Linked DNA regions of Sus scrofa: all the other regions are linked to region 4. A link is a contact called in public targeted proximity ligation data. All regions are on one chromosome and are shown on one strand. The core of a region is the stretch at or near the end of the contact, and the rest is flanking DNA. Distances in the headings are between cores, read along the strand shown.

Region 1 (3,757 bases), core at 138-2,637, 500 kb after region 4:
AACAATTTTGAAAAAAAGGAGTAAAGTTGGAGGACTACACTTTTCAACTTCAAAACTTCCTGCAAAGCAGCAGCTACAAGACAATGTGCTGATGGCAGAAGGATAGGCATACAGAATTCTATCAATGGAATAGAATTAATTGAGAGTCCAAAAATAAACTTGTATGTCAATGGTCAACTGATTTTCAACAATGAGGTACCAAGACTATTAATGAGGGAAGAATGATGCTGGGACAACTGGACAGCCACATACAAAAGAATGAAACTGGACCATTAGTCAAGCCATCTACAAAAATTAATTCAAAAATGGATCTAAATATAATAGCTAGAGCTGTGAAACTCCTAGGAAAAAATATAGGAATAAATTTGCATGACCTTAGATTTGACAATAGATTCTTAGGTATGATCAAAAACACATGTAACAAAAGAGAAAATAGATAACCGGACTTCACCAAATAAAAAACTTCTATATTTTAAAGAACACTATCAATAAAGTAAAAAGACAACTCACAGAATGGGAAGAAATATAAATCATACATTTGATTTTGGACTTGCATCCAGAATATATAAAGAACTCTTACAACTCAAAAATAGAGACAGAAATAACTCAATTTGAAAATGGGCAAAGGATCCAAATAGACATCTCTCCAATACAAATGTCCAAAAAGCACATGAAAATATACTGCACTTCATTAGTCATCAGAAAATGCGAATCAAAACCATGATATCAATTTGTACACAAACGTTCAGAGCAATATTTCTTAATAATATCCAAATAATAATTTATTAATAATAACAACCCAATGTCCAGCAACAATGAATGCATAGATAAGATGTGGTACATTCAAACAATGGAATATGATGTAGTCATAAAAAATAGAGCAATTGACTGGAAGGGGTTAAAAAGAAATCTAGGTTAGTTATCAAAAATAAAACCTAGAGTTCCCACTGTGGCTCCATGGTTAACAAACCCAACCAGTATCCATGAGGACACAGGTTCAATCCCTGGCCTCGCTCAGTGGGTTAAGGATCTGTAGTTGCTGTGAGCTGTGACGTAGGTCGCAGACACGGCTCAGATCCTGCATTGCTCTGGCTGTGGTGTAGGCCTGTAGCTGTAGCTCCGATTGGACCCCTAGCCTGGGAACCTCCATATGCTGTGGGTGTGGCCCTAAAAAGACAAAAAAAAAGTAAAACCCCATCAAGGGATATAATGAAACATTAATGAAATCATTTTAAATCAATCATTATGGCAGATAGTGCTAGAATGCAGGGGAAGGGGAGATTCAAATGTCAACAAAGCTTCCTCTCAACTTCAGTCTAGGCATCAGTGCAGGCTCTTAAAGCCCTTCAAAGAAGTTCACACAAAGAATGCCTCTTGCACTTGGTCACATGCAAAACTGAAGCAAGAAGCACATCTATTTGGTGCTTCCCCAAGGGCCTTCTCCAAACTGGGTTCATAACTCCCACCCACAGGGAGAAAGCCAGGGCCTGAAGCAGCACCAAGAGACAAGCAAATTAGCATTTCCAAGGTCAACTGCTGACAGGCCTAATTGTTTACAGCAACTAGAGTGTTCTGGCTGCTTAAGAGGCTTACTCCCTCTAGCTTGCTCAAGACCAAAAGAAACTAAATTACCACATCAGCTACAAAATATGAAAGTAGTGTAGGTGTGGAGTCAAATCAGCATGTGACATTTCAAACAGAAGCAAATATTAATAGGATCTGCAGAAGTAAGTTTAAGCTGGTTAAACAATTTGGGGAAAAACCTAAAATACCAATCACGCCAGTGGTAGAGGGCGACTAATACAAAGAGAAAAAAGAGAAAGGAAAAAACAGAAATCGGTAAATAGTATTATCTTGTTTTACTAACTGGTTCAATGTGAATATCACCAAAACCTCTAAAAAGCTACAAAACTGATTGATTTAACTACCCTTAAAATTTCTTGATAGAGTCACTGAAAAGTGAAATACCCTCTCTACTTGCTATTACAGTTGCCATTTGCCACATGCAGTGGCAATTAGGCATTTGAAATTTGGCTAGTCTGGATTGAGATCCATCATAAGATTTTGAACTTGGAACCTGGCACAAAAAAAAGAATGTAAATGTAAAAATAACTCAATTTTAATACTGATTACATACTGAAATAATATTCTAGGCACATTAGATTAGATAAAACATTACTGAAATTAATTCCTACTCTTCTTGCCTTTTGTAATGAGGACGGTGGAATATTTTAAGTTACATACGCGGCTCACATTATATTTTTATTGGACAGTGCTGCTACATATAAATATAACTTTCCACTTATATAGAACACACAATTTCAGTTATAAAGCACAGAAAGAAGAGGGATAAATAAGTCTGGATAATAAAATAATTTTCTCTAGAATAATCAAATTGGTTTCATCTGTTAATCACCAATCAAATAAAAGCATGTTTCTGCTTACTGAAAGACAAACTTCAATGTCTTTTAAAAAGCCTTGATGTTTCAAAAATGATCCTAAGTCTGTTCTACCTCTGCCATGAATTGTACTCTTTGCCTAGAATTAAACTAGTCTTAATTGTTTTCAATGATCATACGTATAATACAAAATGCTAGTTTAATTTTAAAATCTGATCGAGCGACACCATTTCAGTTCTTTCTGTAGCGGTCATTTTCACATTCTATTAGATCATTGAAACCTAAGCCACGTCTCTGATTCAAAGATTTAAAAAAAAAAAAAAAAAAGTAGAAATCAACTCAAATGTTATTCTAAAAAAAAAAAAAAAAATTGTTATTCTCCAGCATCTAGAAAAACCGAGGCAGTACTCAGGTACTATACAGATTCTGTTTTAGAAATCTAAAAGATGACTCATTTACTATTTCAAAAAGTGACACCTTAATATGGATGGGAGAGCTCAGCAAACAGGAGAGCAGAGCAAGCAATTATTTCCACACATGCCATCATGTGGAGAAACCAAGCCAAATTTCAGGTTGGTACAGTCAGTGGAAGAAAGAAAATCTGGAGGTGTTGGAATGGTTGGAAATTTATGGAGTGAGAGTGGTAACATGAGGTGAGGTGAGGCCAAGAGCAGCCCAAGCTCTCCTCTCCAGAGCCCTTAAAAAGGAAACTGCTCAACTTTCTGACGAAGGAAGCCAAGAGGAAAGAAAAACACATTTCACACTTTTTAACATCCCCAAACTATTCGCCACACAACTGGCCCGCTGAGAGAATTACACCTACTGTTGATACATCTTTTTAAAGTGGCTTTTAAAAGTTATCAACCACAAAATCAAGAGGCACCAACTTAGAATAGTAAATAATAAATATGAGACACATATATCGCTGGTAAGTAAATGAACTGAGTAACCTGGATAACTGGAAATGAAGCTGGTGGAAATGAGAGGTATATTCCTCATTTCTAGAAGAGCTGATCTTAAAACGTTGTGATCTCAATAGCCTCACAGTTTTTCTGGTCTGAACTAAACATTTTTTTTTTTTGGTACTTTTAGATATATGGAATAATTCAGGCTCCAAGCTACTGAATTCCAATAATTTAGTTACTGTACCTTTTATACAATCCTGAACCCTGCAATTAACAGATCAGTTACGCCCCGACAGCTACCTCATAAGAAGTGTTCTGATGCCATCTAGTGGCTTATGTTTCTCATCAAAGGGGAGATGATTAAACCAAAATGTGGTCCTTGGGCGAGCAGCATCGGCGTTACCTGGGGAACTTGTTAAAAGTGCAAATTCTTCAACTTATCCCACATCTCTT
Region 2 (3,684 bases), core at 56-2,555, 410 kb after region 4:
ATAGCTAGCTTTGAAAACTTAGCAACACAGGATACATTATGAGTAAGTTCTTTCCTTTTTTTTTTTTTTTAAACAATGATGCTAACTCACCAGATCCTTCTGAAAGAGTCCTTTTATTAATTTCAATGAAGTCAAGTAGAGAACAAGTTGTAATATGAAACACAATTTATGCAACTATGTTGAAATTCTCTGCCTGAGTTACATCTCCTAATGCAAGAATTTTATGGTAAAACAATTTCAAAACAACATCTAGCATTAGCTTAGGCTCATTTTGGTTTCAGGCTGTCTTTCTATACAAATCATAGAACTCCTGAGGCAAAATGATAGCGCCTTTAAGGAGGAGAAAAAAAAAAAAATCCTGTTCCCCACAGTTTATAATAAAAGAGCTGAAACTAAGCCTTGATTGAAATTATACTGTTAGGCAACTCCAGAAACTAAACACAAAAACATGGTAAAGATTGCAACATCAAGGGAAAACCATCTTCATCGATATCGTTTTAGATTCCCAGCCGTTCCTGACCCGAGCCCACATGAGAGCAACTGAACCTTCAGAGGCTTTCCCGCAGTCAGCCAACCAGCAACTCCCTCCTTCCTCAACCACGCGGGTTGCCCAGGGAAAGGCACGCAATACATTTAAAGGGCCAATAGAAATCCCGTGGGTGGGTTTGGTCCGCCTTTCAAAAACCAATGAACTTCCCATTATATAACCTTTAATACCAAGAGAGAAGTTTACAGTCACATACCCGACTAAACTATAAGGCAGGCTTCACTGCATGCCTCATCGTGGTTTTTTGTTGGTTTTTTTTTTTTTTTTTTTTTTTTTTAAAGAAGAAGTAAGGAAAAGTAAAAGAAAGAGTGTCCTGAATGACACAATCCATCTAACTCAGGTAATGTCAGAAAATTAATGAATCTACATGGTGGTACGACCTAGGCTTGCTTTTTGTGATGATTTTCAGGGCAATCTGAGGTTTTCAATCAGAAAAATGTAGGCATCTAAAAACATAAGCTCCATGACATTTTATTAATTCTTTATAAAATAAAGTCTTTTAACCACAGCAGAATTCTGAGAATCTGGCTTTTCCAGAAAGCCCAAGAAAAATACTTTAGTTTCACCATTCTCAAATTCATTTGACTTTGAAACAAAATAAACATATTACTCTATTTAATATCTTGCACAAGCGAATTCACAAGAATGAAATGTGTTCAGAGTTCCTAGAAAAAATGTAGCAATACAGGCTGCCAACTTGTTCAATGTCAAGCTCTAGGCAGTATAGCCACACTAGCAGTAAATGACTCAGAGTGAGTCACGCTTAAGCTATTTTTGCTTTTAAAGTACTGCCAGGCACTGTGTTAATATTCAACCCAGAGTAAATTTAGCCCAACAAGAAAACAAGTGTTTCCATGGCTGCTTCTTCACACTGTTTATGGTATATATGCAGCCATTAGGCACAGGAATCTAGCCAGATAAGTTAAGTAGAAATGCTCATCTATTATTTATATCCAGGCTTTGGAACACTGCAAACACGAAATGCATCTTAGGCTATTCTTTCAACTCCTTCTGTCTATCCGCCCCTCCAGACCCCAAAGAGCAACGACATAGAGAGGATACTATTAATGATTCATTTAAAAGTTTGTGCCGTGAAACTCTAGTGGACTGTTGTTCACGGATTTTATGTGGCTCTGTGTTAAGAGTCACAACGACCCATGTTTCTCTGATAGTGCGGCCACAGGGAAGTAAAGTGCTTTAAAAAGTATCTAGCAAAAACAGCAGGAAATGTGGGCTATAGATACCAAATAGAATCATTGCACAGTATCAAGTATAGTGAACAGTTAGCCTGGTAATGTGAACACTCAACAGGTGTTTAAAAAATAATGCCTGTTCTAATTTGAAAAGATACATGCACCCCAATGTTCACAGCAGCACAATTTACAAGCCAAGACATGGAAGCAACCTAAGTGTCCATTTATAGATGAATGGATGACAAAAGTGGGGTGTACATATACAAGAGAATACAGTTCAGCCACAAAAAAGAATGAAATAGTGCTATTTGCAGCAACATGGATGGACCTAAAGATTATCACACTAAGTAAAGTAAGTCAAAGCCGAATATCATATGATATCACTTATATGTAGACTCTAAAAAAAGATACAAATAAACTTATTTACAAAACAGAAACAGACTCACAGACATAGAAAACAAACTTATGGCTACCAAAGGGGAAAGGGGGTGGGAGAGGGATAAACCAGGATTTGGGGATTAACAGATACATACTATTATATATAAAACAAACAAGGACTTACTGTATAGCACAGGGAACTATATTCAGTATCTTGTAATAGCCTATAATGGAAAAGAATCTAGAAAACATGTATTTATATGTGTATACACACACACACACACACACACACATATAACTCAATCACTTTGCTATATACCTGAAACTAACACAACAATGTAAATCAACTATACTAGAAAAAAAATATATTGGTGGTGAGAGATGCATGGCTAATAACCGACTGATCTAAAAAAAAAAAAATTTCAGTTTTTCAGAATATGCTATTTTTATTCCAAATGCACATGGAATTCTTACACTTGAATAGCACAGTGACTATGAGATGGATGCTAGGGCTTTTCCCTAAATGGTCTGTTTACAGCTGTCAGAATCCTCAGCATTACCTACAGAATCTATGCTACAGTCATATACAGTGATTAACTATTCTGCTCAGTTAAAAAAAAAAAAAAATCCAAGCTATCCATTATTCCAGCCCAGGTTTTCAAATTAGGATGCATGAACCTCAGTATGCAAACTTTTGGAATTTTTATTTAAAGTTTTATCTAAAAAATGAGGGGAAAAAAACTAGGTCTTCCTAATAACATACATGCTGACATTATGCAGAATATGTATAAATCTGAATAAACAAAATATCAGGAGGTGTCTGCTCCTCTTGAGCAGAACCATCGAAGACACATGGAGACCACTGCTTTAGTGCACACACCGCCTGAAGGATGGAGTCCTTTCCTCTTCGCGGCTAGTGCTAGCCCACTACGCGTGTTCAGTTTTTTTCTTTTACATTCGAATGGTCACTGGCACAAAGGGAGTATAGTGGAAAAGCCTAGGTCAGCAAGCAACTGGAGAGGAGAGAGAAATGGTAATCTGAGCGAGGCTCGTCTGGAAAACAGCCATACAAAGAACCTCGGCCCAGCTGTAATGACAGGACTGGCACAAAGACAGCTGCTTAGAGTCAAAAAAAAAAAAAAAAAAAAAAAAACAACTGACGAGTTAGTTCTCGTATCAGAATGCCTAAGCCACCCAGACTGCCTGAAAGTTATAATGGAGGCTCAAAAGCTATTTTCAATGAACTTGAAAAAGCCTAGCACAAGTGTAGTTACCTAACAGACATCTTTCGAAACGCAGTTGGGGAACGACTGTGAAGGGGCTCCTCCATGGTGCAAAAGATGGAAACTCTTAACATCGTCTCTAACTTGCCTGAAGGGCATCATTTGTTCTCTTGGAAAGCAGCTAGCACATGGCTTGACCTACAGTAGAGGCTTAATAAATCTCTGCAACAAGCAGATAAAACATAAAACTGTATCCTCACAAACATCTTCTTTGAAACCCATGGGTTCTAAGCTCTGTATTCCTTACCTCTGTGATTACTGTAGAGGTAACTTTCAGAATCTG
Region 3 (3,516 bases), core at 134-2,633, 290 kb after region 4:
GACTGGTGGCACCCCTTGTCTCCATGGAAACAACTGGGAATCCAGGTTGGGATGGAATCAGGAGTCCCTGTTGCTTTATGTTCTCTCTGAAATGCTCACTGGTCAGTCCTCTCGGTGGAGAGACTGAGTGGGGTGATGGGGACTCAGGGGAAAAGCTGTGGCTGAAGAAATCAGTGGGTGAGTCATGGTTCTGTTTAGATGTGGTCTCCTCTGAAGGCAGAGGGTTGGATGAAGTCACCTGATTTCTTCTCAACATGAACCAGACTTTGGTTGAGTGGAGCGCCTACTTACAGTTACAAGACCATAGACAACTCACTTTACCTTCTGGAGCCTCTGTGTCCTCAGATTTAAAATAGGGACAGAATCCAAATTTCCCAGGGCTCCAGGCAACACCATTCTCCATGACATTCATTCCCTTCACCATCTCCTACGATTATCACTTGTTTCCTGACCACGGGTCTTCACGATCAGGATTAAAGTTGCTGATCTGCCCGTAGCTTGCACACCTCCAGCACAGACATGTGCACATTCAATGCATCATTTGACTCTTTTATGTGATTGGCCCTGTGCTAGGTTCTAAGCGTCCAACTGTGAAATACAAATATAGTTTTCCTGCCCCACACAGAGCTCCAGCCCAGTGATCTGAGACAACTCTCCAAAAAGCACAAGTATATTAAGATCAAAAACAACAAATACAAGACCAAAGCTACACACCAGAAGGGGAAGAAAGCTGATCATGGGAGCTCAGCAGTGGAAAGCTCAGCAGGTCAACACAAAAGAGAATCTTTTTCTTGGTCTTGATTTCTGGACCAAGGTAGCTTGATATTAGAGGGGCATTTACTCAATGGAATGAATAATATGTTTGCTAACATTATTTATTTTTAAAATACTGAAATGACCTCCTATGATCAGGGGTAGGTGTTACAATATGACTAACGGAAGGTGATCCTATGAAAGACGATGCAAGCGTGCATGGTTCTGATGATTTGGCTTTGCGTTCGAGGTGTTTGACGCCTGTTCCAAACATCCTGCTGTCTCAAAGTGGATTCTTCTTTCAGTGTGAAAGTAAATAAGATGCAATTATAAGAAGGACAGGGACACTTTCCTGACTTTGGAAGAGGCACCGTTCATGACCTCAACTTCCGTGAAGCGGAAATGCACCTCGAAGTCGGTTGCTGGGATGACCCTCAGCTAAGGCTTATCGACTCGCAGATCATCGTCTCTGACTGTGCCCCCCCCCCCGCCCCCACCTCCACAGAACACAGTCTTTAGCACCAATAGCCAGACAGTGAATAAGCTGTTTTAGGGAAGTGGAGAGTGAGGTGGGGAGGACTTCCTGATGACATCAGTGGTTTCAGTCAGTAAATGAGAGCATTCTGAGAATGCGTGATGGGATTAACCACACCGATCAGTTGCAGATTATCTCAGTGGGATGGAACCAGTGTCAGGCCAAGAGGTCTGAGCTCACTTGGCGGATCGACTCTGGGGACAGAGGCATTAACCGAAAAGCTGTCCCAAGGGGAGCCAACGGCCTAATGACTCAAATACAGGCTCCAGAGTGAAAAGAACCTGGGCTCTAACCTCTGGCTGTGACACTCTGGGTGAGTGACTTCATTAATGGGCCTCAGTTTCCTCCTCTGTGAAGGCAGAGCATAGGCTTGTCCTGAGAAATAAGCAGGACATGGGACAAGGGTCCAGGGACTCACTCAGGTGCTACCACAAACGGTTCCTGCTCTAGCACACAACGTCTGTTCTCAAGAACCTTGTGGAGAAGAGCCACCAGCCCCTCGGACAATGCCGGGGGGACACGGACACAGGCTCAGGGGCACCGAGGGAGCGTGGGGGCGAGGCCTGGAGGAGAGGTTGATGCAGGGGCTGGGAGAGAACCCTGTTTCTCACCCCGTCTCAAATAAACAAACACAAGTTTCTAAACTGAAGAGGCTAAGACCAGATCCTAATGACATGATACTGAATCAGGGCACTCCTCTTCTCGAGAAAGAACACTCTCTATAAGCATCTGGGCATTAATCCCCGCGACATCCCGGTGAGCAAGACAGGTGTGGCAATACCCAGTCTTAAGCTCTCACGTCATTGCTTGCAGGAGTCAGACCCAGAGGCCTGGAAGGAGAGGCTGGGTCCTGAACTCGGGTCACCGACAGGGCAGAACATTCCACCGCAGCAGCGATCAAGCATGTGTCTGCTGAACAAAGGGACCCAAGGTCTTAGGGGTCCCTCAGGCTGTAGGGGACCTTGGTCTCAGCATCAGTTCAAAAGTACAGGATTCTGAGTCTAAGAGCTCCTGGACCTGGGCTCCAAGAATTCCAAGGTTCAACCCAGTTCTAGAAAGTTCTAGAACGCAGGACTATAGCTACCTCTGGAAATCCGAGTGGGACAGATTCCCATCATACCTACACACAGAGTAATGCTACCCTACATCCTCTGAGTCTAAAATAATGTGTCGCTAAGCAGTGAGGTGAGTAATAAAAACATGAACGGTCTCGACCTCAGTAACCCGACTGCTATTTGCTCAACGCTCTGTAGTCTCAAAAGAGCTTTCTCCTAAGTGGTTTGCTTCTCCACTGCCAAGAAACTTGCTGGTCCAGACCTAGACTGGAATTCCCCACTGTTCCTTGGATCATGAAATTCTGTGAGATGCTGTTGCTATTTCCACTTTGCAGATGAAGAAATGGAGGCTCTGAGAGGTCAACTGACTTGTTGGTAAACAGTTTAAACAGGGACTCCGAGCACGATGGTGGAGTCCTGCTGTCTGACGACACATTTCTGTTCAACTGAACTTTACTCTCCATGCTCTTAAACTCGACTGTTTGTTAGGGTGCTTCCCAATCTTAAACCAAAAAAAGGAAAGCACTGGCTGTGGATAACTGGAAATATCTTATAATATGAGAACCATAGGGCAGCTTTATTAATAAGATAATAAACAGCCCGGTTAGTAAGTGACGTGCTTTAGGAAATTATTCTAACGACTGTATTTATTTAGTTAGGGCTAAAGTCCCAACACTTTTATTCTGACTTAAGCCAGTGGAGACAGGTCTTCTAAGAGACCCAAACACAGACAGGAACATGGAGTCAGCGCCCAGTAATGCAGTGTGCCTGGAACTCCGTCTAACAAAACATCATCGGAAGCAACCACGAGGAAGAACTGAGGGTTCTCAAAGTGGATGTGTCACAGCCGTTTTTTAAACAAAGGGAACCCAGAACTGCTCATCGCCCTAACATGCATCCTGGGGAATGACACTAATTCATTTTTAATCAGGAACCTCTGGAGTAGGTTTTGAAGAGGCCCTGGATTCTACCCTGTGGCCAAATGCAATGTACCTGGTCTTCAAGGACCTCCCAACTCCCCGCTGGCTCCTGTGGTACTCTCGGCTCCTGTCCCCTTCCTCCTGGCGGTGTTAGACTGCCTGGCTGGAGTCTCCTTCCCCCGACTGCTCTTTCATTAATGAGTGCCATGCTTTTCTGTGGGTCTATATCACGTTGGCAGCATGGCTCAGCCTA
Region 4 (3,658 bases), core at 64-2,563:
ATCCCATTTTGTCATAGCGCATACGACTGAAGATACTCCCTGTCAGCTTCCCAGCTGACACTCCCCTGTACCAAGGGGCCATGGGAGACACAAAAAAACAGGAAGCATCAAGGGCAGGGGTATCTAAGGAATGCCCGCTGTGTGCCAGGCACTACACTGGTCACCCAACATGAGCCATCCTAAACAGATGGTCCTTACAAGAGTGACACTGAGGTCAAGATTAGCACACCTGTTCTACAGACAGGGAAATAGAGACTCGGGGAGGCTGGAAGTGATTCGTCAAAGATTCGACTCCACAAGAGATCATTACCATTATGAACAGTGCAGACTCCTGGGCCCCATTCCAGACGGGCTGAATCAGCTCAGAGGTTGGGACCCCAGGAATGTGCTTTTCAAACCGTTTCTCTCCAAGATTTTCCGATGGTGAAAGTGTGAGAACACTGTCCTCCACCAGGGGCTCCGAGTTGGGGACACAAGACCTTCATGCCTCAAAGGTCCAGTAATAGATGACAGTGAGCCAGGATTTGTCAACAGGAGGCAGCTGGTACAGTTGTTAGTGCATAGTCTCTGGAGCCAGGTCTCTGGAGTTCGAATCCTGGCTCTGCAAATACTAGTTGTGTCACCTTGAGCTAGCCACATTCCTCACTGTGCCTGAGCTTCCTCATCTGAAAAACTGCATCAAAAAGAACACCTAGGAGTTCCTGTTGTGGCGCAGTGCAAACGAATCCGACTAGGAACCATGAGGTTGCAGGTTTGATCCCTGGCCTTGCTCAGTGGGTTAAGGATCTGGTGTTGCCGTGAGCTGGGGTGTAGGTCATAGACACAGCTCAGACCCTGCGTTGCTGTGGCTGTGGCGTAGGCTGGCAGCTGTAGCTCCGATTGGACTGGAAACTCCATATGCCACAGGTGAGGCCCTGAAAAAACAAAAGATAAAAAAAAAAAAAAAGAACACCTAGAAGGTTGTTTGGGGAGGATGAATGAGTTAAATGTGTGGAGTTTGGCACAGTGCCTGCCACAGAGTAACAATCCAGCGATGCCGTTGTCATCATTACATGATCAATTGTCCCAAATAACACAAGAAAGAGGAGATTATTTGACACTGTGGCTCCTGAAGGAGGAGGTCAAAGAGCAGCGTTCCAGAGAATTTGAATGGATAAAAAGAGAAGAGCTTAAACAACAGCTCTTTCTTTCATTCCTGAGCTGATCTTACATCACTGTTTGTTATTCCTCAGGAAGTGTCACCAAGAGCAAGTCACTGCAGTCGAGACAGGTCGTGAATCAGTCTGCGAGGCTGAATCACAGCCAGAGCACATCCTCTCCTGGGTCTTGAGGGGAGGAAGATGACAGTTCTCTTTGAAGCGAGGACGGCTTTGCCCAAGAAGGGAGCTGTGTATATTTTTTATGGCCACCAGGGGGAGACAGAGAGCTTAACTGACTTCACAAACTGAACAGTATTCCTAAATTCCTTGAAGATTTGGGCCATTGCCCACTGATTTGTTTTCACTTTTGCTGTTTCCCCTACTTAGAATGGCCCCCATTTAACCCATCATCATTCTCCCAGCCAACTTCTTCATATGCAAACTAACCTCTGGCCAGCCACTATGCCAGGGGCCGAGGGAAGATACAAAGAAATATAAGGCATTTAAGGAACGCTTTGTGTGTACAGGTACTCCACTGGTATCCTTGTAACTACAATGAGGTCATTCATTTTCAAGATTCACTTCATCAGGAATAAGATTCAGGGCACTGTCACTAAGTGCCAGGCACTGTGCTAACATTTCTGTGAATTAGCTCATTTAACTCCCTGAACTACCCAATAAGTAAGTACCACCATTATACCCACTTTACAGCAGAACAGACTGAGTCTTGAGGGAATTAATAACATCTGCCCAAGAACGCAGAGCTAATAAGGGAAATGGAATTCATGTATGAGCCCATGGAGTCTGGTTATAGAACCAAAGCTGAAAACTGGCCACCTCTCTGGTCCTTCCACAAAGCCTTGCCTCTGCCCACACTGTTCTCTCTCTTCTCTGGATTCTGATCTTGTTTGTAAGCAATCCAATGTAGGACTTATACTCATTTCTTCTCTCACACACACTGGCAAATGCCACTCTCCCATCCTACCCCCATCCCACCCCTGCCAGGTATAGAGTAAGTTTCTTAAAGCCAATGATTCTATCTCACCCTTATTTCTATGTAACTACCATTTATTAAGCATCTCTGTATCTGACATTATCAAGGGCACATTTATTCTTTAGATTTGCTGTTTACTAGTCTTCACAGTAACCCTGGCAAGTAAGTAGTAGTATCCACATTTTATAGGTGGAAGATTAAGTCTCAGAAGTTACATGATCCTAGACCACTCACCTACCTGGCAGGTAGAATATGCAGGACCCCAAGGCCTGCAGTCTCTCCATGACCCTCAGCTCCACCTCCCCCTCTGCCTTGCTTGGGGCAGCACCCAGAATGAAGGGAGCCTCAGAACATGAACTCGAAGGCTTCAGTTAAGGTCCCTCACTCTCTGGGATGCAGGTCAAAAGCATCATCTATTGATTCCTGTCCGGTACAGTTCCCAGACTCAGGCCCTCTCCTATTCTCAGTCCTGCCCCTTCTTTGGTGGATTCCATGTTTGAATGTCACTAGTGTAAGAACCATGTCATATTCACCACCATGTCCCCGGAGCCCAGCACAGAGCTTCACACATAGTCTGAGGCTCAGTATATGCTCATGAATAAATGAACAAATAAAAACAATTAATACATCTGGTCCCTCAGGCATTCTGTACCCAGATCCTCTATGAACTAGCTTTTGACCACAGCCTGACAGTTTTTTGTCTCAATTCTATCATTCAAATTTGGACAACAAAAAAGCACTTTGTAGAATTCCTGCTGTGGGGCAGCAGGTTAAGGATCTGGCATTGTTTCTGTGGCAGCTGGGGTTCCATCCCTGGTCTGGGAACTTCCATATTCTGCAAGTGCAGCCAGAAAAAAGGAGTTCCCATTGTGGCTCAGCGAAAATGAATCTGACTAGCATCCATGAGGACAGTCTCAATCCCTGGCTGCACTCAGTGGGTTAAGGATCCAGCATTGCTGTAAGCCGTGGTATATGTCACAGACACTGCTCGGACCTGGTGTTTCTGTGTCTGTGATGTAGGTCGGAGGTTACAGATTGGATTTGACCCCTAGCCTGAGAACCTCCATATACTGCAAGTGCAGCCACCTCCCCCCACCCAAAAAAAAGCACTTTGTGAACTTTAGCAGGCTATGAAATGTGAGATAACACCTGAGCTATCCCTTGAATCCAGGACACTGGTAAGGACCTAAGAGAGAGAATCTGTCTGTCTGTCTGTCTGAAACTCTGATGTTAGAACATAGATGCGGGAAGTCTTTAGACATTTTTAAAGATGTGATGGTGTCAAGAGCCTGGCAATAGCATGGAGTTAAGAGGGTAGGTGCTGTGCTGCTGGCAACGTTCTAGCCGTTCTGCCCAGGGCTGACCCTGGCTGTGGCTGCTGCGCCCAGCCTCCCTGGTTCCCGCCTGGTTCTCCAGCCCTCTCCCATCAATCCTGTGAACTACTCAGTATACTCCAGTGAATTCTAAAATTAGGCGGAGTCCACTTCTGTCGCTTGAAAGCCATAGCGGAAGCTGGCCAGTTGCT
Region 5 (3,468 bases), core at 544-3,043, 300 kb after region 4:
GTACAATAACCATCAGTTACCAAAAACATGCAACTTCTCTTAAGTTTGTTGAGTTTAGCCAGAGTGTACAGGCAGTGATATTCAAGTACAGCAGTGTTTATAATAGAGAAACACTGAGGAAATCTAGATATTTGACAGACTGAGAATTTAAGTGAACTGTGGCCTCGCTAGTCTCAAAATCTGATTGACATGAAAAACAATATCAAAAGAAAATGCTTAGGTTATATAAGGTAGAAAAAAACCTTCTATATGCAGTATGACTAATTAATCTTAAAAAATAGTATACTAGAAAAAAGACTGAAGGAAAATAAGGACAAAATATTGCAGTTCATTGTGTCTACATCGAGCACCCTTTATGAGACCAGGTAATATTTAAGAGGCAAACAGGACCGATGGTGTCGGGGGTGGACAGATTTGTTTATCCAATTTATCAGACTGAAACACACCATGAAATCAAGGCTAGAGAGCATCATATCTTTAAAAGAAACTTTAAAATTTATGGAGCTCCTGTCGTGGCTCAGTGGAAACGAACCCGACTAGGAACCATGAAGTTTTGGGTTCGATCCCTGGCCTTGCTCAGTGGGTTAAGGATCTGGCGTTGCCATAAGCTGTGGTGTAGGTCGCAGATGTGGCTCGGATCTGGTGTTGCTGGGCTGGTGGCTACAGCTCCAATTAGGCTCCTAGCCTGGGAACCTCCATATGCTGTGGATGCGGCCCTAAAAAGGACAAAAAGACAAAAAAAAATTATAACCGCTCAACTTTAAATCTGCAACATTTCAATTTGGGGTAAGACGGGGGCATGACACCATTTCAATCCCTGATATTTTCTAGGTGGTTTGTTATCCCAACGACAGTTGTGATATTTCAAACTTAGCTGCTCCCTCTACAAGGTAATATTTCACCATGTAATTTATGTAACATCTTCTCTTCCAGCTCCTCTGATTTTGAAGCTCAAGACAAAAAGAATGAAATTCCTGTAGAGAACACAAGACTGTAATAACAGAATAAGGCTAGCACCCATATCATACTTTGTTTTGGACATCTTCTCAAATAAATGGTAAGTTTTAATCTTCCAAGGACAGAAGGCAAGGAGCCACTGAAGACACCCATTTTGGGATAAAGCTCAGAGAAGAGGAAGTACCTGTCTTACTAAGTGAGGGCAGGCCTTGAGTCTGATCAAACAGATGACTCCAACGGATTACCCAGCATGGGAGTTACAAAGTGCTGCAGAAGCTGGTATTAATTAAATATGCTTATTTTTCCTTTGGACACGCACTGGATAAAGAGTATCAAGGTTTATTTTTAATCCATTAAAAAAAAATTCTTCTCTACAGTGGCACAATGTAGTCATGTTTGGAAAAAAAAAAAAAAGAGAGAGAGAGAGAGAAGAAAAAAAGAAAGGAGAATAATCCCCAAAGTGCATTCAGCATGGAAGAAATTCAAAAAGGTCAGAGCCCGAGGGACCAAATCTAGTGAAGCTGAACAGTCCTGTCAGCAGCAAGGTCCGTGAAGCCAGCCGAGATACAGCCCAGCTCCCCGGCTTGCGGAGCGCTCGGAGCCAATCAGGGCTTCCGAGGGTGATGCACCCACAGATGCTCTGCGCTGCCTCGACATCTGTTTTCAGTTCTCAGGATCTCGTCTGAAGTTAGCTTAACAGAAAACATACCAAAGGAGAAAAAAAAAAATCCCTGCCAACGGGAAGGAAGAAGAAAAATGAGAAACAGGGAGGAGGGAGGGGCGGAGATACATAGAGGGAGAGAGAGATGCAGAGAGATGCAGAGAGAGAAGAAGCGGGGGGTAGGGAGGGGGAGAGGGAGGGAAAGGAAGAGAGAAAGCTAGAAGGAAGGGAGGAGGGGGCTGAGGGCCGTGGGACATCTTTAACATGACGGAGCCCAGGAAAGGCACCAGCACTCACACACCTAGAACTAAGTCCTTGTCACCAAGCCTTCCTCTTCCCGGCGCCCCCAACCCTATCTCCCCAGTTTCTGCCCTCTTTAAAACCTTCCCCACGTGCAAAGGAAGACACGTGACTTCAGAATCGGGATCAGCTTAGGACACAGCTCTTGTGAATGTGTACAATAGATCTGAGTCATTTGTTCGCTTTGTAAACATGAAGAAATCACCCTTTAAAACTTCCTCCTCCATGACATTCACAGCACTTGACAATATGCTTAGCATGGAACCTTATTACTCTTTTCCTCATCCACACCCCAGATTCAGAAGGGATGGATTTTCTTTCTCACTGAGAGCTCACATGCTCCAGGGCATGTGGGAATTAAGGGGAGCACGACAGGGAAGCAGAGGGGGCTGACAGTGGCTGAAGCGGTGCGAGCCTGGGTTGGGCAGCGCAGAAGCGCAGAGAAGTGAGCAGCAGCCCAGGAGAGCACTTCACCAAGGCCACCGCCCTCCTCTGGGGAACCTTCCCACTCAGGGGCTCCCCCCACCCCAACTTAAATCATCCGTAAGCATCTGCTTCTGCCACTGTCTCCCTGACTCATCTGTAAGCAACTCAGGGACAGGGACCACCTTTGCTCATCTCTGCACCTGCAGTGCAGGGCGCACAGTAGGGGCTCAGGGCTGATACATGGGATCCAATCTTAAGGGGTCCTTGTTCTGTTCACTCCCTAGCTTTTCTGCAGAAAAGCGGTTCTGCTCAAGACCCAGAGAAGAATCCTGTAAGACATGGACTTCGGGGGTGGGCAGGTCAAGTCTAGACCTAGGTGCCATGCGGCTCTCCTATACACTGGGGGATAGGGGTTAAATGTCCTGTGGGCTATCACTGCCTTCTCGACGATTCCATGGGGATACAGTGAAGACGAGATAAGATGTTTTGCCCTCTTTAGAGACAAGGACCTGATACACACATCCAGGCAATAAGAAAACATTGTGAGGAAACCTGGAGGCAGTTTCTGAGACGGCAAACAGGGTGACTGGCTGCTCCTGTTCATCTTCAAAGCCGGTGGGGGTCTCGGTCCTAGCGCTGCAGTGTTGAGTCTGCGGACACTGACAAGCCTCAGAAGGCCACACCAGCGGAAGTGAAAAGGCAGATGGTAAGAAGGGACAAAACAAAGGAGGAAGGAGAAAAAGAGAGAAGGAAAAGGGCTCTCAGGACTTGTTTCACAAACGCTATAGAAAAAGAAAGAGATCTCAAATAACTACCTTTCTGAGCTTCTAATGAGGACAATGCTGTCAGAGTCACAACCTCCAGCCTCGAGTGTGGCTCTCCTCTGGCTTGTGCAAGAAATAGTGAGAGGCACCAAATAATTAGCCACCCCCCCTTCACCCCTGGGCAACACGGCAAAAGGACAAGGCTACGCCATAGCCCTCCAATGTCTCTCAGTACAATTCTCTTCCTTGGCTCAAAATTCTCTTGAGAGAAAAGCAAAATGTGATGAGGTGACTGGGAAAGAGTCACTCCGACAACCTCAACCAGCGGCCCAGGGAAGGGAAAGGGAGCAGGGGAGTCAG
Region 6 (4,031 bases), core at 506-3,005, 360 kb after region 4:
AGCCCTGTGTTCAAATACTACGTCTTCCAGTAAAATTAGCTTCTCTTCTTTCTGAACCTGGTTTTCATGATTAAAAAATATGGACATTAGTACTTACCTCACAGGGTTGTGGAATGACTAACACCCACTGTACAGTACCTAAAACACAACAGATGCTCAGCAAACAGTACATCCCTTCCTCTTTTTCTGAAGTGATTGGACATGGATACAGAGGTCATTGTGTAGGTCTAGACAAAAGGAATGCAAAATTTGAGAAGTTGCAGGGTAAACATCCAGCATGGGTGGGCTTGGCAGCAAAAGAGAAAACACACACGACTAGAGTTCAGGACATCACGGAGAAAGATGAGGTGAGATGAGGACAAGTCACTGGGTTGGCTGGCTGGCTGGCTGCGGGCACAGTCTTGTACGCTGGGTACCACAGGAAGATACAGGGAGGCACAGGAGTGGTTTACCTCTGGGGGTGTTCACAGCCCCCTGAGGAAGATTGTTTTTAACCCAAAGTTATAATATACAATGTTAAATATGCCTAAGAATTAGGTACAAATGACACAGGAGAGTCAGGGAACAGGGGACAGGGTAGGAGAGAAACTGGGGAAAGTTTCATGGCAACTGCAACGAGAGTTGAATCAAAGGACGTCACATTTTTCCTAAATGGTATGAAAGACACTATTCTCTGAAGCATATGTGAAAACGAAGAGAGGAGTGAAGAGTCCTTTCCAGCTTAGCCATCAAAATCATACAGGATAAAAGCAAAAATAGGGAAAAGGGGGAAAAAGAAATGGATCAGGTGCTGAAGCCACCTGGGATAACTTATTCTATTATTATCTTCATTCTCTTCGGATTGGCCAGAAAAATGTCAAGACCAATCAAGCACAAATAGATTCCTATCATTAGAAGTCTAACCCTAGTTAGTGAAACTGAAGATTCATTTATCCTATAGAAATCAGTCTAGTCATGCAAATAAACATGACCAGAACTGGCAATGTTCTGGCCCCCAAAACATTTGCCCAGTGGAAAACTGGTAGCTGATATCCAGTCAATTGGGAGAGGAACTTGCCTCACAATTCAGAAAGCAACTAGTTTTTATTTTATTCTTTTTTGTGTGTCTTTTTAGGGCCACACCTGTGGCATATGGAAGTTCCCAGACTATGGGTCGAATCTGAGCTACAGCTGCCAGCCTACGCCACGGCCACAGCAATGCCAGATCTGAGCGGCACCTGGGACCTACACCACAGCTCACGGCAACGTGGGATCCTTAACTCACTGATCGAGGCCAGGGATCAAACCCTCGTCCTCATGGATCCTAGTTGGGTTCATGACCACTGAGCCACAATGGGAACACTAGCAACTAGTTTTTAAAACCTAGTCGTGTCTTTAAAAAAGTAGGTGAACTAAAAATAAAATCACTACATTGACAGGAATTAAAATGAAATCAGTACTAGGAACTTTCACTGAATGTTTAAAAACCCTGTTGTGCTACTTGATCTTGGAACCGCCTCAGTTTTAGTAAATGAGTTAAAACATTTTTTGGTTTCATTTTCATTATTTGTCTGTTGTGAAATCTTGAATGCTTGAAGTTTTCCACTGCGCTCAGGTTCCTCCACCTATCAAACCGTAGGGGTTAGGCTTCACCTGGATGCTGGGGGCGAACAGGGAGGAGTCATGGGGTCGGGAAACCTTCCTTGAACCCAGGTGCAGAGGCCCCTTCTCAAGAGCTCTGCAAGTCCCTGGAGAGTGACATCACCACGTCGGTGAATCACCGGCAGTCCCATCCATCTTGCAAAAGGAGAGGAACTTGAATGCAGCATGAGTTATGCTGAACAGGGCAGAAGAGGCACCTGGGGCGGTTGGGGGGGTGAGGTGTGGGGGAGGGCTTGAGAAAACTGGGCACCTACCAGCTCCAGGTGCCATCAGAGCACCAGCAGGTTCTCAAGAAATGACCACATTCAAGAGATCTCAAATTCTCACACATAATACAGCAACCCAATTCCACAGGTATAGAAACTACGTCATGGAAGGGCACCAGCTGACTCCAATCCACCAATGGAGCCAGAAACAGGGCTAGAATTAAGAAACGAGCCTCCAACTTTTCTGCCCACTTCCTAGCCCACTCCAGTGACCTGAAAGGCACACTTCAGAGGACAGTGATGAATCACAATCATACTGCGGTAGGAAGAATTAGATAACAACCAGTTGCAACTTCAAATATGTTCACAAACTGTAGGCTGGAAAGGTAGTTTTAAAACCCACTTTTCAATTCTTTTGAACTAAAACCAAATTTAGGACGCTACAGAAAGGCAGTTCAAACAAAAGCTAATTTTGTTTAATGAACTAACCAGGAAGGCATTGTGAAAGTCTTGTGCAACTAAATGCTTAGCTAATTACTGTGAGATCAAATAACTGTTACCATAGTTACCGCACACTGTTTTCCATAATAACTTTTATCACTTCAATAAATCTTTGTGACGCAACAAATATAAAAAGTTTACTGTAACATGACTATAATGTTTTGGAAGGCACACACTGATGACTGACCTCTTGAAATTACCTGCCCATATTTGTCAGTGAACAAGGGCTGATAGTGTGTCTAGTTGACTCCAATATCAAAATGTTTCACTGGCTTCTTGTAAGAGGCTGTAATTCCTCAAAAGTTGAATTTACCTGGTCCAGTCATTCAACGGAAAAATCAAAAGGCCCTTAGAGCATTACATCTTGTCTCTGAATGAGCTTAAAAATAACAGCAACCATTTATGAAGCCCTAATTGTGGGGTTCCATGCCAGGCAGCTGACATACATCATTATCTAATCCTTCCTACACTGCTGCTGGAAAGAACCTGGTGTGGTGTCATCCAGCTTCCTCTTGGGAGAGATTTCAACCCAGGTCTACTGAGCTCCAAAGCCAGTTTTCTTTCCACTATACCACACAGCTTTATATGTACACAAAAAAACCCAAAAAACAAAAAAAACAAAAAAACCATTTCTATAATTATTTTCTTGCTGCTATGTGTAGTGTTAAAGCTCCAGTGAACTGCCACAGAAGACTCCCTGATACAAGGCCTGGCTGGTCAGTTAGCTGAAATGATGTCACTTCACTGGATGTCACTGGAAATTGGAAATTCCTTCCCTGGATATACTGGAAGACTTAGTTATATGACTATTTCCAGCAACATCCCCCAACCTCCTGGGGGGCAGTGGGACTTAGTCATTTTGTTACTTTCACTTTTTCCTTATCTTGCCCTTTCCTAGAATTAAATGCTAAGATTTTTGAATACGTGAAGTCACAAACATGGCCTAAGAAGTTAAGATGGACAATAAACATGTAATATGAGTATGATAAGATAAAGGAAACTACAGACTCAAAATTCAGAGGCCGTATAGCCTTGAGCAAGTCACTGAGTACCTCTCTGGGTTTTCCCATCTTAAAAAAGGGGCAATAATCCCCACCTACTAACTCACAGGGTTATTATGCAGATTAATTATTTCATGTGGTTGAGTTCTCTGAAGACACAAAGTGCTAAGTAAACAATCGTTACTGAAGTGAAACATAGAACACACGCGTGATTATAGAGCATTAAAAAGCAGGACTAAGAGGGAAGGATGAATTAGTAGAATTGGATTAACATATACAGACTACTATATATAAAACAGACAACCAACAAGGACCTTACTGAATAGCACACGGAACTATACTGAACATTTTGCAATAATCTCTAAGGGAAAAGAATCTGAAAAAGAATATATCTATATCTATCCGTCTGAATCACTGTGCTGAACACCTAAAACTAACATGACACGGTCAATCAACTCCTACTTCAATAAAAAAACTAATTAATAATAAATGAAAAATAGCTGAAATAGTAAAAATATTAGTTGATCAAAATCTCACCCTATATAAATTTTTTTAAATTAAGATTGTGAGAAAATAAAAAAGCAGGATGGAAAGCCACTATCAGCAGAGTATTCCACTGCCATAAAAGCAAGCATGTGTTCTCTCCAGAACCCTGATGTAGGATCTCTAGGGCTCCTTCCGA
Region 7 (3,567 bases), core at 927-3,426, 340 kb after region 4:
CAGAGAATTCAAGCTCAGTACTAAACTCCTCACTGAACTGGCACAAGCCCTGATAATGTTTAGGCCCCCTTCTGAGGGAACAGGGCCTCGGTCCACCAACACTTAACACAAAACTGTTCCAAGTGCTTTCTAAGGACCAATTCATTTAATCCTCACACCATTATAGGCACCATTGTTCATACTTACTTTAGGGAAAGCAAAGCGCGGAGGTGAAGGTCACCGGGCTAGTAAGCGACACAGGCTGGACGCAAGAGCAGCCAGATAAATATTTCAGCAAAATATTTTGCTTCCTCATATTTTTGGTTAGGGGGCCAACCTTCAGGGCTGCTGACTACTTCGGATGATGCCTGTAGTCTGGCTCTTGCTCATTTTACACCCTCCTTGGGCCGCTGGCCACGCACGTGGGTGATTTCCCCCAGGGCCACCTGCCCGGGCCGCTGGGGTTCTAGCACACTCCCCAGCCAATCCTGCTCAAGTTATGACAGGGGAGGTTGGGCCAAATGGGGAGGCAGACTGTTCATTTCAGGGACAAAAAGGTCCAAAGGGCCTTTGTTTTTTCTTCGAACTTATACTTCATAAAATCCACGAATCATGGAGATACAGAGTTGAATTTTTTCTTTAATAGTCAAGTAATGGGAGGATTGGAAGTCAGTGAGTCAGACAGGACATTATTTGGTGCTGATGCTGCTGGTTAGGTGGGATGATTAAGAACTGCTCAAGAGGAGTTCCCGTCATGGCTCAGTGGTTAGCGAGCCCGACTAGCATCCATGAGGATGAGGGTTCGATCCCTGGCCTTGCCCAGTGGGTTAAGGATCTGGTGTTGCCATGAGCTGTGGTGTAGCCAACATGGCTTGGACCTGGCATTGCTGTGGCTGTGGTGTAGGCCGGCAATTGTAGCTCCGATTTGACCCCTAGCCTGGGAACTTCCATATGCCGCAGGTGCGGTCCTAAAAAGACAAAAAGACCCAAACAAAACAAAACCAAAACAAAACCTGCTCAGGAGGATACAGAGGCTGCTGGCTGGAATGTCCTATCCTCTTCACCCTGCGAGTGCTGATCCATCTCATCTCGGCACTCCGTGCCCCAGGAAGCCTTCTCAGATCAGCCCCATCCTTACCCTCTCGCCTCCTCCCCCAGGCAAGATGTGGCAACCCTCCTCTCCGCTCTCAAAGTGCCCACATCTCCCTCCACCGTGACGCTTGCCCAACTGTACAGAAACCACCTGCTCCCGCCTTCCCACAGACTGTCCACTTGACGGTGGGGACAGTGTCTGTTGCGTTTGCATCCTTGGTGCCTAATGAATAATGTCCTGTAAATGACTGTTGAATGGAACAGTACCACTCCACTGAGATACCACAACCTCTGAGATTCTGAATCTGCTTTGTTATCTTTGATCTGCTTTGGCCTGAGATCTGAAATGACACAGCCCTTGAAGTGACCCAGTTACAGCTCAAAAAAGGCAAAATTACAGGATCCGAGTAACAGTCCTCCAGCTACGTGGCATTCTTCTGCCACACGCACAGATTCTCCAGCTGTTCTAGACGAATTTAATCAGCCCCCAATTCTCTTTAAATAACTGTATAAGAGGAGTGTGTGGTTTTCTTTAGGGGTCTTCCTTTCTCACATCAAAAGATAACGAGGAATAAGTTATCTGCTCTTGATTCAGCCAACGCACTTATGATGAGAAGCCAAAGCAACCTAAACATTCATAACTTCTTGAGTCTCACTATGTACAGATGAAAAATGCAAACTATTTGGAGGTGATGCTATTCATATTTTGAAGGGTTTACTTTCAGGATAGTTTAGTGGGTCACAGTAAAGGAGCTATCAAATAAAGCGGAAAAACAGCACACTCCTTATTCCTAGCAGCAGCTCTTCATGAGATGTGCTGCCTTGAGTATCCAGGAAGATAAATATTTCAGCCACAAATGAGGCGAGGAAGTACATTTTACACATCTGAGGAACCACCCCCTTGCGATTACAAAGTCAGACTCTTTAATGTCACCCCAAACTTAATCCTATCCATCCTGCCTAACGTTTTAATGAATTCTGTAGTTATCAAGAAGATTAAATGAAAAAAAAAAAAAAGGCCCACCCTGCTTACTCTGAAGCAATGTCGACATGCGTCTCAAACCGGTGACTGCAAACCACACACCACAAAGTATTTAAATGAATCAGAAGTTCTGGGTGGGGCCTCAACTTAAAAAAAAACAAAAAACCAGATCCACAGATGTGAAGAACCACTGGTCAAGTTCAATGGCACTCCACTGAATTCTTTCAACAACCTTGCTCATTTTTACGGATGAGGAAACTAAAGTGAAGGCAGGTTAGGGAAGGGCCTTGCATGGCCTGGCTAATGAGGTTTGGGTGTGGGATGTGATGCTCTGGTTGAGTCAACAGAGCCCAGGGGTCAAGAGGCAGGGTCTCTTCAGCCAGAATGCCCCATTTCAAAAGCTGGCTCTGACACCTACTGGCTCGGTGACTTTGAGCAAGCGTCTTAACTCTGTGTCTCAATCTCCTCATCGGTAGAAACGGTGATATCAGTAGTACACATTTCAGAGGGCTGTGGTCAAGATTAATGAGTTAACTTCTAGAAAGTGCTTACAACAGTGCCTGGCATACAGTCAGCATTATTTTTGCTCTTATCTGACTTCGAAGCCTGTGCTGCTTCTTCCACATTAAGGGTTAATGTTATGAAGCACCCAGAGTAATATTTTGAAACATTCCATAATTGCTTTGCCTTTGGGAAGTAATAAATGTTTGTTAATTAAGATATTCCACCCTAGTTTTCACCGTGTTTCATTCCTGAAGAGTTAGAAAAGCAGGCATCAGAGAACACAGCATCTGGCTTAACGAAGGAACTAATTTTGACCATTTAGAACTTCCTGAAAAAGGAACAAGCCGTCTGTCCCAGGAGGTGCCTCAACCAAAGACGGCTACTTAGTGGAGATTGTTTGGGGCAGACTAAAGAACAGCTACCCTTGCAGGGAAAGGACTGGATGAGATAAACTCCAGGGAGCCTGTTTTACGCTGGAGAAGATTACTGGCTTAAAGAACTGCCTTTTGGCAAGGCATTTTTATAGGAATGTGACTTCAGTTACATTATACTCAGACACTTACCTTGACTAAAAAGCATGAATGGTATGAGAGGCTCTTAAAAATGGGTGTGTAGGAAGTGTGCGTGTGCGTGTGTGTGCGTGAATGTAAAAGAGACATTAATTCATTCATTGATTTTAGGACATCTCAGAGTAAAATGGCCCAGTGAAGTGATTCTCGTAATTTAATTGAATAAGTGACCATAAATAACATTGTTTGCATCAGAAAGAAAATACTTCCCGAATTTCTAAATATATGCTGTATTTTCTATGGATAAAACAGGTACTCAGAAATGCTTGGCTTTCTGAAGGAAAACTGGTATCATATTCTTTTTTATCCTAATTTCTTAACAGAAAAGAACAAGCAAAATCTCTGATCCATTTTTGTTCCATGACAGAGACATCTTGGCCATTTTCCTCCAGGAATAACCAGCCTTGAGTGTGGCTCTCCTCAGCAGTTATTGCCTTAGGT

The links.
Region 1: a targeted proximity ligation map of alveolar macrophages shows a contact between it and region 4. A contact is called at or near these places in 1 of 5 promoter capture datasets (liver), 24 of 47 Hi-C or Micro-C datasets (alveolar macrophages, blood, brain and 12 more) and 2 of 2 datasets of targeted methods (alveolar macrophages and skeletal muscle).
Region 2: a contact with region 4 is called in a targeted proximity ligation map of alveolar macrophages. A contact is called at or near these places in 3 of 47 Hi-C or Micro-C datasets (embryonic fibroblasts, liver and subcutaneous adipose tissue) and 2 of 2 datasets of targeted methods (alveolar macrophages and skeletal muscle).
Region 3: a targeted proximity ligation map of alveolar macrophages shows a contact between it and region 4. A contact is called at or near these places in 1 of 47 Hi-C or Micro-C datasets (embryonic fibroblasts) and 2 of 2 datasets of targeted methods (alveolar macrophages and skeletal muscle).
Region 5: a targeted proximity ligation map of alveolar macrophages shows a contact between it and region 4. A contact is called at or near these places in 1 of 47 Hi-C or Micro-C datasets (embryonic fibroblasts) and 2 of 2 datasets of targeted methods (alveolar macrophages and skeletal muscle).
Region 6: a contact with region 4 is called in a targeted proximity ligation map of alveolar macrophages. A contact is called at or near these places in 1 of 47 Hi-C or Micro-C datasets (embryonic fibroblasts) and 1 of 2 datasets of targeted methods (alveolar macrophages).
Region 7: a targeted proximity ligation map of alveolar macrophages shows a contact between it and region 4. A contact is called at or near these places in 1 of 47 Hi-C or Micro-C datasets (embryonic fibroblasts) and 1 of 2 datasets of targeted methods (alveolar macrophages).

The regions. Positions count from the first base shown.
Region 1 is chr4:14,573,139-14,576,895 of Sscrofa11.1, forward strand. All of the region lies in intron 2 of NSMCE2 (E3 SUMO-protein ligase NSE2), which reads right to left. Among named protein-coding and RNA genes, the nearest start is that of WASHC5, 23 kb to the right of the region's middle.
Region 2 is chr4:14,488,961-14,492,644 of Sscrofa11.1, forward strand. The region is part of intron 4 of NSMCE2 (E3 SUMO-protein ligase NSE2); the gene reads right to left. Among named protein-coding and RNA genes, the nearest start is that of WASHC5, 110 kb to the right of the region's middle.
Region 3 is chr4:14,360,883-14,364,398 of Sscrofa11.1, forward strand. All of the region lies in intron 6 of NSMCE2 (E3 SUMO-protein ligase NSE2), which reads right to left. Among named protein-coding and RNA genes, the nearest start is that of TRIB1, 65 kb to the left of the region's middle.
Region 4 is chr4:14,075,863-14,079,520 of Sscrofa11.1, forward strand. The region is part of intron 8 of LOC102165543 (a long non-coding RNA gene); the gene reads left to right. Among named protein-coding and RNA genes, the nearest start is that of TRIB1, 220 kb to the right of the region's middle.
Region 5 is chr4:14,380,373-14,383,840 of Sscrofa11.1, forward strand. The region is part of intron 4 of NSMCE2 (E3 SUMO-protein ligase NSE2); the gene reads right to left. Among named protein-coding and RNA genes, the nearest start is that of TRIB1, 84 kb to the left of the region's middle.
Region 6 is chr4:14,440,191-14,444,221 of Sscrofa11.1, forward strand. All of the region lies in intron 4 of NSMCE2 (E3 SUMO-protein ligase NSE2), which reads right to left. Among named protein-coding and RNA genes, the nearest start is that of TRIB1, 140 kb to the left of the region's middle.
Region 7 is chr4:14,417,070-14,420,636 of Sscrofa11.1, forward strand. All of the region lies in intron 4 of NSMCE2 (E3 SUMO-protein ligase NSE2), which reads right to left. Among named protein-coding and RNA genes, the nearest start is that of TRIB1, 120 kb to the left of the region's middle.